2 separate regions of the Mus musculus genome follow, and region 2 is linked to region 1. A link is a contact called in public Hi-C data. All regions are on one chromosome and are shown on one strand. Each heading gives the region's core, a stretch centred on a gene start, on an enhancer-like site or on the middle of the called end of the contact. The rest is flanking DNA. Distances are from core to core; before and after follow the strand shown. Region 1 holds the start of Msl3 (MSL complex subunit 3). Region 2 overlaps Arhgap6 (Rho GTPase activating protein 6).

Region 1 (4,408 bases), core at 1,207-3,706:
TTTCCAGAATTTCTGTGACCGTGCCCTTCTAGGAAAAAAATGAGGATGTGTGCCACCTTTATTCCACCACACCAGTTTTATCATGGTGTGCAGTAGGCTCCAACTTGCTTACTTGGTACTCTTCCATCCTGAAATACGCCATCCTGAAAGACAGGAGTTACGTATATAGTCTGCTTAGTGTGTCTAACTTTGATTACTCAGGAAGCTCAATCAATATTTATTGCATGAATGGATAAGGAACCAGGTAAATGAGTAGGAAATGATCATGAAGCATTTCTCCAGCATTATTTGCAAGGTAATAAACAAAGCCATGCACACAGAATGCACTGAACGCTTTAATTACTCCTTATAAAGGAGCCACTTCTTTGCTTAATTATAACAAAAGCATCTCACAGAGACTAATTACTCGTCCAATACCACACACACACACACACACACACACACACACACACACCATCTCACAGAGACTAATTACTTGTCCAGTACCACACACATACACACACTCACACACACACACACACACACACACACACACACACACACACACACAGAGAGAGAGAGAGAGAGAGAGAGAGAGAGAGAGAGAGAGAGAGATATCAGACTTCTATGTATATAATAGCTGTATATAGGTATCACTCTTAGATTTTATAGAGGAAGGCAGAGAAGGAGAGCCACCCATGACACAAGGATGGACTTGAATAGGAAAAAAAGGAACCCACCTCTCCTCAAAGGTTAGAGCATGGAGTGGACTCTTCCGTTCATGAACCGGAAACACCACACTACTCCAGCTATGGCTACATGTGATAAGCTGTGATATGTGCTTCAGAGCTGCCTCTGCCATTTACAGGGAACACTACCATCTACTATCCACATTCCTGGAGAATCAGGGTTCCAGTTCTGGCTTATGGACTTCATTGTCTTAGATCCAAGTCATTATCTGGCCATTTTCCTCACACCTGCCCTCCTCTTTGCCCTATCTGGCCAGTGGAGCTATTCCTCACTCAGCTCTTAATTCTAGAAAACCTGGAGGACTCCCAAGATGCCTCCTTCCCTTCCCTCAGTTATATCCAGTTGGCCATTGAGTTTTATGGATTTGATTTCATAAATCTGTGATCATTCATCCATTAAATATTTATTGTGTGCTGTGAGTATACAATGACACACTGGATTAGACACCCCCAACCCCCAGGTTCAAGCAGTTTACCCTCTTAGTGGGGCCATCTTGCAAATGAACAACCCATTCTCCAGCAGAGCAAGAAAATGGTAATAAAAGGGTAAGTCGAGTTCTGGGAGGGAATACTGGACAGATACATGGTTGGTTCCTCTAGGCTCCTGCGGGACCTTTCTCTTGGAAGTGCCCAAGTGGAGGTGTGAGAGATTTGGACCTTGTACCAGGTGAAGGGAGGTGGGGGTGGGGAGACGCAAATTTCTGGAAGCAAGAACAGAGTGAGTGGCTGTGGGAAATCTGACAGTTCACTAAAAACCTCCCAGCCCATCTGCTCAACTTTCCAGCCAGGTCTTGATCTAGTAATCACACTGCCTAGTGGCTTTGCACTCAAGAAGAAACAGGCCAGCACTGCCCTCTCTGTCACTGAAGCTCTGCCCTTCAAGTCTCCTGTCTTCTGGTCGGTCATTCAGGGAGTATTTATGAACGCCCGATCTTTGCAGGCACTCTGTTAACAGCAGTCTCAATGGTGCTTCCACTCTTCAGGAGGTTTTGAGCCACTAAAGATAGACCATGGGGGAGCAATTCAGGAGTGCTGCAAGCTGACACGTAAGGTGTTAACGACCCTTTCAGGACCCATAAGCTTTGCTGTCCGCTGCTCACTGGGGCCTCCAGGCCCTACCTGCTGGTCCTCTCGGAAGGATGACCCAGTGTTCTATTAACTGCCCGGAATGTCTCCTCCCCTCGCTCAAGGCCACTGCCCTTCTCCGGCCAGCTCCAACACCGCGTCCTTCTCGCGTGGCCACACTCATCTGCGCGCAGCTCCGCCGAGGGGGCTGACGCGCGCGCGCGCGGCCAGGCAGCTCCTGGGGGCAGACGCCATCCAGCCTCCTCGGCGCCTGGTGACTACCCTAGAGCAATCCTCTCCCTAAGAGATCCCCACACTCCGGCCAGAGAGCGCACGCCCGGGGTGACAGCTCGGCACACACGTGGGCGCAGCCTGGAAACCGCGGGAATCCTAACCCATGGGGACCAGAGGGAACGGTCTGCTGGAAGACCTCGGTCGAGGGATCTTGCTCCCCGTCCGCACCCCTCTCTGAGCCCCAGAGGGGACGGGCGGGGACAAGCCCTGGCGGGGCCGCGCGCTTCCATCGCCACTGCCAAGGTCCTCGCAGTGGCGCGGGGTGGCCGGAGGAGGGGCCGAGGGCGGGGCGGTCGTAGCCTCCACCACTCCCGGGCCCCCCCGGTGGCGGAGCGCCGCCTCCCCGGCCGTCCTCCCCCACCGCGCGCACTCTGCCCGCCCCGGAGCCTCGCCCTCCGCCACGATGAGCAAATGAGCGCGAGCGAGGGCATGAAATTTCAATTCCACTCTGGGGAGAAAGTGCTGTGCTTCGAGCCTGACCCTACCAAGGCGCGAGTGCTGTACGATGCCAAGGTGCCGCCGCGGGGGGAACAGGGAGGAGATGCGGGACTGGGTTCGAGGGATGGGAGGCAAAGGGGCCAGCGGAGGACAAGTGGCCTGGAGTCCTGGACAGCCACCAGGGCGCGCCTTGGCCTGCGTGGAGCGGCCCGGGACTACAGGGGACGCTGGCGAGACGTGCTGGGCGCGCGACTTCCCTAACTAGAAAGGACCCGTGATGCTTCCGCTTCCGGCCGTGTCGCGTCGCTTACGCGCGGTTGCTAGGCCAGGGTGGCGGTTTGAGCGCTGGGCGCCAATCCCGGCGACCGGTGTAGGAGGACTGTCGCCTGAGGCCTCTGCTTTTGTAACGAATCTGTCCTTGTCCCACGCGGCTTCTCGCCACATGGGCTCAGTAGAGGACACCTTGACCAGTTTCCCCACCCACATCTTCAACCTGGTCCTCAATTATTCCCAGCTGTCAGTCCCGAACCCTGGTCAAATTTAGGATTGTAGTCCTGCTGGGGGGGAAGGGAGGGGCTCAAGGTTGCTCTGTTGCTTTCTAAAGGATTGGTGGGAGGCGAACAGAGCTAGGAAAGAATCGCATCTCGCCTGTATCCAGCTTGGTCAGCCCAGGCTGAGCTATATCTTGCGGTTGTCAGTTTTTAAGTGGAGGACTGGGCACCTAAGTGCTCCAGAGCCCAAAGAAGGTAAAAATTCAGCGCGCTGGGGGTCGGGGCGAGCATCGGTGTTTCCAGCCACCAAGGTGAAGTCCTTGGTGGCAGAGACAACTCGGAGCAGCACCAGGTGTGTTTTTAGCCATGTTTCAGCAGTGCTGTCCAGTGGAACACCCCAAGGTCTGTGCTGGATTATGTATCTTTGGTTCTTCCTGAAACCCTTAACTCTGTTTACCTCCTATTGCTATCCCTCCAGCTTGCTCTATCGCTAGGAGATGGAAGGATATACGTTTCATTTGTACCAGCTATCACCTTAGGGAATGCATGGCTATTAAGGGGAGGGGAAGGGTTGTGGAAGTCTCTGGCTAGCTAGGCAAGACACTGGACAAGGCAAGGCCCAGGTGACTACAACTCCCAGAGGTCTCAGGGCTGTTCTCTCTAGTCTGGGCCCTTCGCTAATGACAAATCTACCGACCAATGACTTCAGAAGTTTCACCCGGTCTCAAACTCAAGAGACCAATCCTGGGTTGGTTGGACGGATGTTTCCTATTTTGAGGCAACCACTCGGGCAGAAGAGGAAAAAAAATGTTGAAGAATGTTACGACCCAGCTCTCGATCTAAAGGGGGGAGGGATGAGTACTTTCTTATTTCTTTAAGAAGGGACTGTGATCTAGTTCTTTTTACCAAACTTATAGTAATTTTCGGTTTGCTGTGCCACGCGTGAGTAGTATTTCCTGGTTTCAGATCATCGATGTTATTATCGGGAAAGACGAAAAGGGCAGAAAGATTCCAGAATATCTGATACATTTTAATGGTTGGAACAGAAGGTCAGTGAACTTGTTACAGTTAGACTTAATCGCCTTTGTAGCAAGATAATTTTGTAACTTTAAGTTTTAGAAACACTTGTAGAAAAGTTTAATTTCCTGCTTCTGCTTTGTTTGGAAAGCTTGCCTGGTCTGAGGCATGATTACTTTAAAGTCTGTTATGTTTGGATGATCTATGAGTAATCTCTAGAAATCTTGGTTGCTGTAGCTGAGTTCCCTTTGTGCTTTATTGGTAACCTCTTGGTGGTTTTGAAGTTTTTTTTTATAGCTTTCTAAAATGTCAGCAAGTCTGGGGCACTTCTTCATGATGCTTTTTAGCATCCGTTTCATTTGTTTCAAAATACTG
Region 2 (4,461 bases), core at 1,261-3,760, 370 kb before region 1:
TTCATAACATAAGTGAATATTAGATCCTTAAATGAATACTTACTGGGATATATAGTGTAGGTCAGTGGAGTTTGCGTAATACATGAATAGTTTAAACATTCTAATTAACACTTTAAGAAACTTTGAAGCCCTCTGAAAGAATAATGGATCTTTCACAAGTAAGTAACTCCTAAGGCATCATACACTCAGGCTGGTTATCTCTGTTTGCCAACAAGTTCCCCCCCCCCCCCCACAACAAAAGAAAATAAAACATCTACTCTCTGTTGGGGGGGTGTTCTTCCTTAGACACACATCTCAGTAGGATATTTGGGCTGTTTCAAGAAGGAGATAGGAAAATGAAAAACCAAGATGTCAGGGTTTGAATGGATTATTTCCCTCTGCTTTTGCTTCTCCAGATTTTGCCTTGTGAACACATTGGTAGTATCTCTTCCAATCAGTGCTAAGTCAGGTTCTCATACTGCTGCTCCTTCCATGACAAGTGCTCCACATAGCTTATTACTGAGTGCCTTGCCACCCTTCATTGCCTGCCTCACTTCTGCCAACATGTCAAAAATAGTTCACTCCTCAAGTTGAGCATTCTGAGTTCCTTTCTGTTTGGATCTTAACACTATGATTTCCTTTATGATTCAATAGCTTAAAGTAAGAGGAAAAGTGTCATTTCTTTTGAAATGAAAGTCAAGGCTTTTTTGTTCAGACCATCATTTGACATTTTGTTCAGACCATCAACACCAAGATCATAGCACCTAGTAGACATCTGAAAGTCGTATGCATATATACAGAAATAACACTGAGTGTCACTGCTTCAAATTATTATGCAAACTCAACATTCCATCTCTTTGCTACAGTGGTAACGCCATAATAGGGATCTCTTGTATTATACAGGGCTTTGTGCCTATTATGAGGCAATGCCCACCTAACACAAAGTTGTTCAGGAAACACAGAGCCAGACACTCTCCATGCTAACAAGATGCCTTTATTACTTGTACTTAGGCAATTTCTTCACCCGATATTTCACTCAACTGTGTAAAGGGGTCATTAAAAAAATATTGTTAGAGTTAATCTTCAAGAGTTCTGTTGGTGTTCCCATAGCAACTTTCCTCCCAATTCTGAAAATTCATGCTAGAAATCTAGTTTATTTGACACCGCAAATGCTCACATTTTATTATAATTTGTTAATTAGAAAGTTCTAAGAATATATCAGTGAAGAAGGAAAGGAAATCCTGGATGATTTTTATTTCAAAGGGTCATGGCACCTTTTAAGAAAAGCAAAGAAGTCAAGCCATATTTCAGTGAACAAAGATCATATTTGAACTGATCAAATTCCTGGTAGTATGCCATAGCCCTTATTCATATAAAGTAATATGGATATAACTCAATGGGTGGAGTGGCAGCCTACCTACCATACCACATTCACAGCAAAGCAACCTGCCTCAACCTTCATAGAGAAAGAACTACCATATATACAGTGATAACAATACTTGTTCTTTTTGTCCTATTTGTTTAAAAAGAGAAAATGTGTGCTTGGGACAACTGGTGACTGCAGTGCAAAATTCAACAAGTTGATAGTAACTTGATTTGTTACTTGCCCAATCATTTAGGAGCTTACAGTATGAGACAAGTCATGCTAATTATCATTAAGTGATATGGCCAGAAGTTTAGAAAAGTTCCCTAGAATCATCTCAATGGCAGAAAAGATAAATCACCAACCACGGGGTAGCCAGTGGTTGTTCAGATGAAATTGAGGAAGAAGATTTGGAAGCCACAGTCTCCCCCCTCCTTCCTTTTGTTCCTTTCAGTGCCTCTTGCTTTAGTTCATAGCAAAGGGTCTACAGCACAACCCCAGCCACTGGACAAAACAAAAAACAAAACAAACAAACAAACAAAAAACAGCACAGCCTCATGTCTTGTTTTCAGACTGTTGCAGGTCTGTTGTCCACCAATAAAGGTTTTCTGCGAACACTTCACATCTTTTCACAATTATACCTTCAAATTTTAGACACAGACTTACAAAATTTGAGCAACTGACACTCTTCTAAGTCCAGACAAAGGCAACATACCAGGTAAGGCTGATAGATGTTAATGCATAAAGAAGATAGCTACAGAAAATATCTTTTAATCTCAGAATCTGAAAGAACATTGGTACTGAGAAATCAAGAAGTAAAAGTCCCAAGGTATCAAGATATCTATTATGACAATACTCTTTTCAGTATCAGCACTTTATAGCATAAAAATATGCTATTGATAGTGGTTACTGAGTCTAGCCAGCCAACTCTTATCTTTCATTTTGTCAATACTGACTATTAAAAAGCAGAGAAATCTGCAGATATTTTGAGGTATGTCATACAAAATGTTTCTCCAAACACATTAAAGACTTTGATTTCTCTATAAGAACATCTTAGCTGGGGCTGCAGGTTCTCAGCAGAATTGACACTTGGAACTGGGCTGTGCATCATTAGGATACATACCTGTACCTCATATCTCTACATATTACACACCAAGAGAAACTCCTGCTAGTAGTGAGCAAAAAATGCCTTGAGACGTTATCAGGTCCCTCTTAGAGAACTACTGACATAAATTAAAATGAAAACTGAGGGATATATTAGTATTCTGCAGTTTTTAGAGAAAGGCACATTTCTATGTCCCCAATATCTTTAGAGGGTTTGGCTGAAATGAACACTAGGGTCTAAAGCCAGGTACCTCTCTGGAAAGCTGTACTCTAGTACTTTGAAGTCACATTAATAATAATACTGTACTGTCTAGAGCTGCCTAGATCTTGAGTCCTAGCTTTTAACAGATTTGAATTTTTGCTTGCTTCAGGAGTAAGTGGTGAGCTAAGTGAGTCAGTACCAATAGTTTCCAAACATGGCTGATACCAGAGTCACCCCTAAATATTTTCTCAGTATTAACTTCAAGTCTGGTTCTTGGCGAAGCTCATTTAGTAGGAATTGGGCAAAAAGATGAAGGGAACATTTTTTTCCAGTATTCTCTCTACCCCTAACCCACTAAATAACCAACGAAGAGTTAACTTTGGAAAGTCCTGTTATAGTCTATGTAAAAACAGAATTCAACTTGTGCCACTGCCTACTCTAGGCAGTAAAGATATGATGGGAAATGTATTTTTGGATGCCTGTCCTGAACAAGCTTCCACATCAGCTTAGGAAAATAAGCGCTGAATATAAAATATAATAAGTTCAATAAAACTCATGTGATATGATCAATGGTAACTGAGTACAGTCAAAAACACTTTGAAGAGAGTCATCAGAGAAGGTGACTCTCCCCTACCATGTGAGGGATGCAGACTAATGTGCTACATGAAGAACATACTAGACATAAATGACAAACAAAATGCCTCTGCAGAAATAAAATGGTCAGTTTTGTAGATCTTTGTAGATGATAAAAGATTACAGCTAGACTGGGGAAGGGTGATAAGAATCAGAGAAGAGCATGAAAGAGGACTTAAATGGTTGAAGTCAAGGATGAATATTACTCTACATGCAATAGAGACAAACGATAGAACTTCAAGCACTAAAATTTCACTGTACCATTTTATTATTAAAGGATTCTTCTCAATACATGGCAATGCAATGGCAGAGTCTGGAAACTATCCAGGGGGAAATTAGGAACCAAGAATACAGCAAAGAATTATTATGATTGGATCATACACTTACAACCAATTTGAAAATAAAACCCATTCAGTACAGGCTTATCACATTATGAGGGAAGAAGTATGCCCCCCCAAAAATGCAAAATAAAATTAAGCAACATGTGGTAAATGTTTCAAAATGATTGGTTGATATCTTTACTATACAGCACCCAATGGGAACCTGGTTGTCGAATAACAGTGATGCTTAATGAGAAATTAGAAAAATGAAAAGTGTGACTTCTTTAAAAAGTAGCTTTTCCAAACTAAATAGGCCCCATCCAAGAAAGAGTATCACAGAAAAACTCAATTTGGGAAGACATGAGATTAGAAAGGATGTTTATAATTAGAGGAGTGTTCATTGGGAGGATTTAGTGAGCTCTTGTTTATTTCTAAGTTGAAGAAATTTTATTTGTATGGTTGGTTGATTGGTTGGTTGGATTTTGTTTTTTGCTTCTATTGAGAGATAGATGAAAACCAAATGGTAATATCTGCTCAATTTCTTAGCTGATCTCACTGGCAGCATTGATGGATAATGACTGATTCCTGTCTGTAAAGAAGCTCAGGCTCTGATATCTTTGGAATTGTCAAAGAGTATCCTGTATTCAACATTACTAAATCATGAAACAACCCTAATTACTTCTAAGTCTATGGAACGTGAACGTTTCTGGAGGGACCAAATGGAACATTTTGTACTGAGACCTCCACCATTCTGTGTGAAGAGAAGGCTCATTGTGAAGTAAAAGGCTTAATCCTTTGGGTGGGCTCCTTAGGACAGTGTTAAGTGGAACTGGATATAGTCAACATTTGATTACAAGGTT

The links. A called contact is a pair of places that touch in the nucleus more often than the background predicts.
Region 2: a Hi-C map of the G1E-ER4 cell line shows a contact between it and region 1, with 2.7 times the contacts expected there. The contact joins the enhancer-like site here to the promoter of Msl3 in region 1. A contact is called at or near these places in 4 of 39 promoter capture datasets (the HPC-7 cell line, HPC-7-derived erythroid cells, liver and 1 more), 4 of 484 Hi-C or Micro-C datasets (the G1E-ER4 cell line, the HL-1 cell line, LSK cells and 1 more), 4 of 115 datasets of contacts at active chromatin or transcription factors (astrocytes, bone marrow-derived macrophages, fibro-adipogenic progenitors and 1 more) and 1 of 9 other capture datasets (macrophages).

The regions. Positions count from the first base shown.
Region 1 is chrX:168,671,920-168,676,327 of GRCm38.p6, reverse strand. It overlaps Msl3 (MSL complex subunit 3), which reads left to right and starts at 2,456. Exons shown (of 13, transcript NM_001370791.1): 1 at 2,456-2,600; 2 at 3,983-4,065. The coding sequence starts at 2,499.
Region 2 is chrX:169,041,315-169,045,775 of GRCm38.p6, reverse strand. All of the region lies in intron 1 of Arhgap6 (Rho GTPase activating protein 6), which reads right to left. Among named protein-coding and RNA genes, the nearest start is that of Amelx, 140 kb to the left of the region's middle. Within about 2 kb of position 2,510, at least 2 of the 459 cell types and tissues checked have an H3K27ac peak or open chromatin away from gene starts, as enhancers often do. A contact at or near this core is called in the G1E-ER4 cell line and the HPC-7 cell line, where this site is marked.